Linked DNA regions of Sus scrofa: regions 1 and 3 are each linked to region 2. The links are chromatin contacts, called in public HiChIP or PLAC-seq maps. All regions are on one chromosome and are shown on one strand. The core of a region is the stretch at or near the end of the contact, and the rest is flanking DNA. Distances in the headings are between cores, read along the strand shown. Region 1 overlaps LOC106506256 (a long non-coding RNA gene). Region 2 overlaps RBMS1 (RNA-binding motif, single-stranded-interacting protein 1). Region 3 has its middle 63 kb from the start of RBMS1.

Evidence for each region. HiChIP or PLAC-seq counts read pairs in DNA pulled down with a chosen protein or histone mark.
Region 1: a contact with region 2 is called in an H3K27ac HiChIP or PLAC-seq map of alveolar macrophages. The contact joins two enhancer-like sites. A contact is called at or near these places in 2 of 5 promoter capture datasets (fetal liver and liver), 6 of 47 Hi-C or Micro-C datasets (fetal heart ventricle, omental adipose tissue, retroperitoneal adipose tissue and 2 more) and 1 of 2 datasets of contacts at active chromatin or transcription factors (alveolar macrophages).
Region 3: a contact with region 2 is called in an H3K27ac HiChIP or PLAC-seq map of alveolar macrophages. The contact joins two enhancer-like sites. A contact is called at or near these places in 1 of 47 Hi-C or Micro-C datasets (fibroblasts) and 1 of 2 datasets of contacts at active chromatin or transcription factors (alveolar macrophages).

The regions. Positions count from the first base shown.
Region 1 is chr15:67,424,123-67,427,133 of Sscrofa11.1, reverse strand. The region is part of intron 1 of LOC106506256 (a long non-coding RNA gene); the gene reads right to left. Among named protein-coding and RNA genes, the nearest start is that of RBMS1, 16 kb to the right of the region's middle. Within about 2 kb of position 1,708, at least 1 of the 83 cell types and tissues checked has an H3K27ac peak or open chromatin away from gene starts, as enhancers often do. A contact at or near this core is called in alveolar macrophages, where this site is marked.
Region 2 is chr15:67,233,376-67,236,302 of Sscrofa11.1, reverse strand. RBMS1 (RNA-binding motif, single-stranded-interacting protein 1) reads left to right here. Exons shown (of 14, transcript XM_003133427.6): 3 at 495-553. Among named protein-coding and RNA genes, the nearest start is that of ITGB6, 110 kb to the right of the region's middle. Within about 2 kb of position 1,277, at least 5 of the 83 cell types and tissues checked have an H3K27ac peak or open chromatin away from gene starts, as enhancers often do. A contact at or near this core is called in alveolar macrophages, where this site is marked.
Region 3 is chr15:67,471,201-67,474,193 of Sscrofa11.1, reverse strand. No RefSeq gene overlaps it. Among named protein-coding and RNA genes, the nearest start is that of RBMS1, 63 kb to the right of the region's middle. Within about 2 kb of position 1,378, at least 1 of the 83 cell types and tissues checked has an H3K27ac peak or open chromatin away from gene starts, as enhancers often do. A contact at or near this core is called in alveolar macrophages, where this site is marked.

The sequences.
Region 1 (3,011 bases), core at 459-2,958, 190 kb before region 2:
ATCTGGAAGAAGAGACTGTAAGTTAGTTTTTATGACTAAGACTTTTCATATCTAATTTCCAAACACATAATTAAACCAAGAATAGAGTCACCAGGTGGCTTTCTAAAGCAACCCCCATGGGAGAGATCAGGGCAAAAGATAGTTATATGAACATTGTTTATAGAAAGGTAAAGCCATGACCCAGGCCAGGGAAAATTAGTCAGAGAAGAACCCTAGGGTTGCTCTTTAGAGAGCATTTATATTTAATGTGCAAAAGTTTGAAGAAGAAGCCAAAGAGTATTTAGAAGCACAGGAGGAGAACCAGGAATGAGGAATTTCAAGTTTCTGGAAAGCATGGAGTGTCTCTAAATGTGAACCTCAGAAGTTCAGAGGAATGAGCACTAGTAAAAGGCCATTAATTTGTGGACTTTCAGGATAGTGCCTGGGACAAAAGCCAGACTGCAAGAGAAGTCTCTGCTGACTGTTTATAAGGGTCTACCGTGCTGGGTCAACTTTCAGGTACACAAACAACAATTATTTCAGAGTGGTGGCTCTCAACATTGGCTGTTCATTCTCATCAATGGGATGCTTTTAATTAATGCTAATACTGGGGGAGCCCTCCCAGGTCAATCAAATTAGAGCTGGAAGGAGGAGAGTCCAGGTAATACCACTGTTTAAAAGCTCCTGGTTGCTTCTAGTGAGCAATCATGATTGAGAATTTCTGCTATGGAGGAGTCCACAAACTATAGCCCATGCCAAAATCCAGCATGCTGACTATTTTTACAAATAAAATTTATTGCAAAGTTTATTGCACCCATGTCAGCAGGTGTATTGTCAGTAGCTGCTTTCATGCAACAGTGGCAGAGCTGAGTAGTGGTAATGGAGACCACATTAATCACAAAGATGAAAATATTAACTATATCATCCTTACAGAGAAAGTCTGAAGTCTTGGTCTAGAGGGGGATTTCTCAACTTGGGCACTATTGACCTTTTTGACAGGATGATTATATGATGGGGGCACTGTCCTATGCACTGTAGGAAGTTTAACAGCATTCTTGGCTTTTACCCACTAGATGGCATTGGCACCCCCTCCCAGCCCCAACCCACAACAAAGTCATGACCATAAATATGCCTCTACACATTCCTAAATGTCCCAGGGGTACAAAATCACCCTGCTTGGGAACCACTGCTGAATACTATCAAAGAATATGCATTCAATTCTTATTATTTATAATAGTTATATTCTATAAAGTCATTGGAAACACTGCGTTAATGAATACTGAGCCACTGCTCCTAGGAGAAATAGAGGGTTAGGTTCCTGTGAGCTTCCGGTCAGACAAAATTAATACATAATCTTGTTTAATGTGTTTCTGTTTAAATATATATATAATACATGTTATATAATATATATGTATATACATTATATTTATAAATTTTATATATATATACGTAACTTGCAAATAATTATTGACATATTTCAATAGCCAGGATGAGTTTAACATATTCCTGACCCTGGGAAACATGACTGTAAATTTTTTTGGCTTTCAGTCCCAGAACAATTCATCTCATGAATCCACAATACAGTTACATTTCGATCTTTTTCATAGCTTCATCATGAACTATCGATGTTACTCTCAATGCTTTTGCAAGCAGTCTCATACACAGATTGGTGGATTTCCTCTTCCTTTTTCTGAATATATCATATTGTTGACTCATTAACACTGAACTCACAGCCAAAGCACTATAACTCATGATTACACAAAGCATATTTTCTTCATAAGGAACATCACAATCCAGTGGTTAAGGAACCCTAAACTGCACAACATTTGAGGCCATTTTAAACAGTGAAATCATCAGCAAAAAGCACAAAGGTGCAAAAAACATGGCAACGAATAGACTGCAAAAAGCACACAATTTATAAATGAGAGCTGAAACAGGAAGGCAGAGCAAGAAGAGAGGGTTACAAATATTAAGTTAAGGCAGTTCTCATGTGCCCTTAAACTGCAGCGAGTTTAGAATATGAATCTCCATCTATCCTGACTTCTGCTGACTGGATCAGTGCAGGCCAGCTCTGGAAATCTCACAGAAGTCAGAGTTACCTCTGTGACTCTTCATGACAGTTAACTTAAGATTCAGTTAATCACAAAATAGTGATAACTCTATTCAATAAAGGATTAATTCTTTTCTTCATGTTTGCACATGTTCTAGGAATTTCTGTGCTGTCTGGAATGTCTATGAAGAATTGATTTTCTCTGGACAATTACTTCCTAACACTATAATTTTTGCCAATGTCCAAGATCAGTATAAAAATTGCAGCAATGAGATCTTACATTTTAAAATTAGTAATAATAGCTAACATATTATTATTTATTATTTACCAGATAACTTTCTCAGTGATGTATACCTACGGCATAAATAACATTATAATATTCATAGGATATGAATATAAATATATTTCTTGATATTCATTTGATACAACTTATAAGTAGGAAAAGTTATTAATCTCATTATTCTTCCAATTTTGTTTTGTTTTGTTTTGTTTTTTGCTTTTTAGGGTGACACCTGTGGCATATGGAACTTCCCAGGCTAGGGGTCAAATCTGAGCTACAGCTGCTGGTCTACACCACAGCCACAGAAATGCAGGATCCAAGTCATGTCTGCAATCTACACTGCAGCTCACTGCAATGCCAGATCCTTAATCCACGGAGGGAGGCCAGGGATCAAACCCACATCCTCCTGGATACTAGTCAGTTTCATTACCACTAAGCCATAATGGGAACTTCCTATTTTTCCAATTTTATTGAGATATAATTGACATACAGCACTGTATAAGTTGAAGGTATACAGTATAATGATTTTATCTTCCCTCATTTTATAATGAGCAAACTAAGGCACATAGAAGTCAAGTAACTTGCCCAGGATTACATAGCAATAATGAGGAAATAAGGGTTCAAATCTGTCTCCTAACTCTCACATGACAAATCATCTGCATATACAATATAAAGAGACTGCACTGCAGTTTAAAATGATAA
Region 2 (2,927 bases), core at 28-2,527:
TCCGTGATGATCTAGAGCCAGGCGTGGCTGCCTGCAAAAGCAAAATGAGTAGATGTGACGCAAGCAGCTTTCCCGTGATTAGTTCTTAAGGACTGTGTGGATCATCATACTTTCCATTAACAATTCTGTAGCCTTGCCTTTGGCCTTGCATTTGCCCACAGACATAGTATTACTAAAAGAAGCTTTTCTTTTTTTTTTAAATCTCACATTCCATTTTTTGGTCCCAAGATTATCGGGTATGAACCTGATTCCTCAAAGCTAAGCATCAAACTATATCCAAAGATTTAATTGAGAAGCCTAGCCATTCCCTTTCTTTAATTTAGTTTGCATTTAGAATTCTCACTTCCTATTCCCTAGTAAAGCACATTTTGTACTTTAAAAGTTGCAGATGTTTGATAAGTGTGTGTATCCTCTGGACTTAGACATTAATCGGGGTTCCTCAATTATAACTTATTTTTCTTTCTTTCTTTCTTTTTTTTTTTTTTCTTTTTTAGATATGGGAAAATCGTTTCCACGAAGGCGATTTTGGATAAGACAACAAACAAATGCAAAGGTATGTTTCTTTGGCTGATGGTTTGCTAAATCATAGCTTTAGAAAAATAATGGAATTTTAAACCTGATCTTTTGGTTTCAGAAACGTCCATTTTACTAAAAACCAAATCTTACATGTCACCTAGGTTCTGTCTTGCACGGTGTTAGCATATTGCTTACGTCTGTCCCTGGTTGAGTTTTGGCTGGAAAGCCAGCAGCAGCCAGCCATTTGCCAGAATCCCAGATCTGACACCAGGGGAGTTAACATGCAAAATACTGGCTGGCATTTATCCCCTGCTTTTAAAAGGGGAGTAGAGTTAGAAAATAGCTTTTCTTTCCTGAGCCTGAGGAGATTAGAGCTGCTTACTGAAGACCATTGGACTGTACTAAAGAACTGAAAAGATTACATATTGTGCAAATTGGCTCTATTAATTAGAATAGAGTAGTTTTAAGCAGTACTTAATTACATGTTTCAATACTCCCAATTGTTCTCTGCTGAATGCCTGTTGACAATATTGGCAGCAGGGAGGAGAGAACCATTTTCACTGACCAAATTGTAATAGGGAGGGGAGGTCATACGCCCCTTTGAAATATGCTGCTGCATTAATTTGATGCACTGACCTTCAGTTTTCCGTGTAATTAGGATGAGCTCATCTGGCTCCATGAGCTGGAAGAGGAGGCGTCTACAGTAGGCAGCACTGATGCTCCGTGGTTCTGACTTTTAATGATCCAGCATCTTAACAATAGGCATGTGATTTCTAGGAAAGGGGAAGAATGGAGTCAGCTGACTTTGAGTCTAACTACTGACCCCATGAATTGAAATAAGGTTGACAGGAATAGGCAGAGAAGGCAAATCTCCTCATTAATTAGACCCCAGTTTTTCAAGTAGTGGTGACGGCTGTGGCACGGAGCACAATCTGAAAAAGGCAAAGAACGCAAATGAACCCTATGGTATGGTAGGGCCTGGCCTTAGAAGCCAGCCGTTTCCTTTCATCTAGACTTGAAATGATTCATTGTATTTCTGTCCTTTCTTCAAAGCTCCTGAATTTAAAGGAGCTATTGTGGCAAAAAGCTAAGCCCATGTTTAATCAACATGGCACATTAAGGCAGTTTTGCCTTGGGACAGTGAATAGAGCAATGCTTTATGTAGAGTGGTACTCAATTAATATTTAAGTGAATTGAACTAGAGAGAGTCAAATTGTAGACTTAGTTACCAGATTAGTCTTGTTTAGCAGGTTTTTAAATGACTTGGGTAAGCAGGGACACAGAAGAAAATCTTTTGGTTTTATAAGAAAAAATAGACTCCTGCAGGCATAAAACAGGAAGCTGACCTCAAGCACTTGTTTCAAACCAGGAGAGAAATCGCAGTAGACAGGTGGTTTTATAGTCTTACCCTACCTTTCTTCCTCCTCACTCCACCCCATCCCCCCAAAAAAGAAATCTTACACAGCAGATCAGTGTGTTAGAAAGCAGAGCTGCCCTAATGCAGTGCGAGAGAGCACCTAGAGCCTCCCTGGTTGAGTTCTCCGCCCCACCACTACACCAGACCCTGCTGTGGTCCACTCTGCTCGGATGAGATACTATTGCCTAGAAACCAAAATTCTGTGAAAATGCTCAAAACTATCTAGAAAAAGTATGAGTAAAAAAAAAATACTAATGCTACATCTAACATCTTGGCATCACACAAACCCTTGATAGTTGGGAAGGGTCCAAAGAGAAGTGGAGCGATTTGGGGAGCTTCCAAATAAGGGTAGGGATCATTCAGAACTGATTTTTGATACATCTCCTAAAGACTTTCTCCTTTAAATCAAATCTCAGAAGAGACTGCCTTGTGTGTGTGGACAGTGATTAAAAAAAAAAAAACTTCTACGCTTGTGTCACACAATAAGAGGAAACAACAGCAGGTACCTGGTGTGTGGGTGAGTGAGTGAGTGAGGCGGGAGAGTAAGCACAAATGGGTTTATGAAATTCTGGAAGTGAAAATGAAATAATACACCATAGCTCGTAGTAAAGACAGATAAGATTGTTAATCACATTAGAGGTAACTTGAGAAGGTAGGTAGGTGGCTGGGTGGATGGATGCAGGTCGTGCTGAGGAGATCACGAATATAAATGAAAAGTGCTTATGTTATAGACTAACTTGTTGAGATTGAACAGATGAAAGAATTTCATACCTGGAAATGAGAGACCTTAGAGGTCATAGAACTCTTTTTTTTGTCACAAAATGTATTTTGGAGCCTTTATCCAAAAGACAAAATTGAGCTGAAGGGAACATTGCTCTGAATAACATATTGCTTAGTTTTCGCATTTAAAAACTCACTATTCAGGAGTTCCTGTCATGGCTTAGTGGTTAACAAATCTGACTAGGAACCATGAGGTTGCGGATTCTATCCCTGG
Region 3 (2,993 bases), core at 129-2,628, 240 kb before region 2:
AATATTTTCACATTAAGAGAAACTAAAATGATACAGCAATCAAATGTAATCAGTGAATTTGATTGGATTTAGTTCAAAGAAATCACTATAGAAAGCATTTGGGGGACAAGTGGGAACGTGTTAATATGGACTGAGGTATCAGATAATATCAGAAAGGTTATTAGTAATGTCTTTAAGTGATAATGGTATTGAGGTTGATAAAAAGTGTCCTATTTTTAGAAAAAGGGTACAGAGGGTTTAGAGCTTTTTTACTTAGAATCAGTAAACAACTCACAAGACAGGGAGTTCAAAAAAGGGCATTCAGTACAGGGAATGGATAAAAGGTTTTGAAAGAGTTGAAAGGGAAAACAAATGACAAGGAGTCAACTCAGAAATTCATAAAAGAAAAAGCCACTGCCAATTCAAAGGTAGTATTACCAGAGCCCAGGAGCCAGAGCTGTGCCATTGAGAATTAGCAGGGGCTCCCCAGTGGAAGCCTGGACTATGGAGAAAGGAGCTATTTAACAAAGACACTGACAAAGACAATTCCCAATGTGTAAGGAGTGTGGTGGAAATATCCTGCCTTCTCACTTCTGACTATCCAGTCTCCACCTGGTGCCTCTCATTGGCCGAAACCTAAACAGAACCCAGGAGTTCTGTTGCAAGGGAGTCTGGGAAATGTAGTTTGCAGGTACCAGCTCCATGAGATACAGAGCAATGCAGAGGAAGAACAGAGAATAGATCAAATAGGCAGATGACTGGCCCAGGAGAGAATTGTCATGATGCTTGCAACTTATTTTCAAATAGTTCAGAAAACAAATATATATATATGTATGTATATATATATATACATACAAAATAAAACATATAATAATGGGGATATAGGTGTTCATTGTACAAGACTTTCAATTTTTCTATATTTTTGAAATTTTTCAGGATAAGAAGTGGTGAATAATCCATTCTAACACTGAAAGAAATACAAGGTCACAGCCATGGGAATGGAGACAAAAAATATTCAAAATGAATGTGACAAAATTTTTCATTAAATCCTTGTAACCAATAGGGAAAAATGTGGGCCAGAGCAGTATTTATCATTTTTTTTCTACCACTATGCCTTTGAGAATTGATTTTTCTACTTACAACTCTCTTAAGAACATATCCACTACTATTCCCATGCCAGTTATAACCCCCCACCTTATTTATCATACTCAAGAAAGTTTGATAAAATGGAAGTGAACGAGTGGCTTTCATTTGGTTATCTTTAATCTGCTCTGTTTTTAAAGACATCAATTAGTTATGAAAACCTCAGATTGCAAGACACCCGTATATTGCGACATGAGCATTGAGAAATCTTCAGCTAGAAAAGTGGCATAATTATGAAGCCACATACATAGTTTACCCAACCAACGATGTTGGTTCATGGATAGACGTTAGTCTGGAGAATGGCTCTACATAATGTACTGGAGGGTCAGTCTAAGTTTCGCACTGCCCAGTTTAGATTTTTATCAGTATCTTGGTTGATAATTAGAACACATGCTGATTATAGTTACTGCTGACATAAAACCTAGGGTGAGAGCTCATGACCCAAAAAGATGTGATGAACAATATAAATCGACATCTAATAGTTTAGGTGACCAGCCTTTTACTCAGGGCCAGAGGGACCAACCAATTGTATGATGTTTCTTACATCTATTTGGAGAGTTGGAATTTGTCCTCTGGTGCTCTCACAAATGATCTCTATAAATCTGAGCAAGTTATTTCTCTCACCTCAACTGCCTCAGTTTCTGCATCAGTAAATGGGAAGAACAATACCTAACTCATAGTAGCTTGAGTGAGTTCATTATATGTCAAGCAGTTGAATAGTGCCTGGTAGAGAGTAATAGAAATGATGTTAGTGGTCGTTAGTAATGGGTGTGGGAGTGCCAGCCGCAATATTACCTAGTAAGTAGCTATGAAAAAGATTTAGTAATTGATATTACATTCAATGGATTTCAGGTGCAGGACAGAGTTGCCAAAGTTGTCCACGTTGTTTAAGGCTTTATTTAATTAGAATCCCACTGCCTGAAATGAAGCTGATGAAAGCCCGGATTGATTCTGATCTATTCAGATGGCAACTGGAGCAAGGATGGAGATCAGGTGCCATGGCCACAAGTGATCATAAACAAATTGGTGTCTGCTCAACCCAAAGCTGGAATGCAGCAACTGTCAATAGAATTGGAGGTGTCAGTTTGTCTTTAGAAATTTAATGAGCTGTGGAATAGAATGTTGAACTTGCTTTGTGTGTCCCCATTGATTTCTCCAGAACCAATGATTACAGTTACTATAATACAGACTTTGAGTCCACATAATGCAAACCTTCCTTGCAGTCAGAGATGGGGGGAGTGTTTTGGGGGGCTAAGTTCCTTGTTTGCAATGATGAAGCATTATACATCAGGGTGACCACTCAGCAAGGGTATATTGGGATTCAAACCCCAGATGGGTAATTGAATTAAGTGTCCTGAGAGACTGACCCCTAGAAATCCTGAGATTTTTTAATCCAATGCAATCTGAGGAACCCAGATTTGTTTTTAATTACATTCTTAACTGCTTCCCAAACTGCTACCTGTTAAGTTCTTTTTTTTTTTTTTTTTAGGCTGTAGGCCAAAGGTCTGTACTTTTTTCCCCCCACCATCAAATAAGTTAAATACTCAGCGTGCTCATTTTTAGGAAATGAAGTTGCAATGATTAAACAGGAAATATGCACTTAGCTCCTAATGCTAGCTGCCTCAAGACAAAATCAATTCCATTTCAAATGGAATGCTATTGGAGAGCTGTTTAAAAATCTGTTGATAGAAGAGAAATATTGAAGGTGAATACAGCAGGGACAGGAAATGAGAAACTTACAGATATCTTTAATGCTACAAGGCACTCTGTCTTTCCTGTCCTCAAAACCCTGAAGAAATCTTTAAAATGCGTAGCTCATTTGAGGCATAAATATGTTGGGCTAAAAGCCAATGCCACCTAGATAAAAGAAC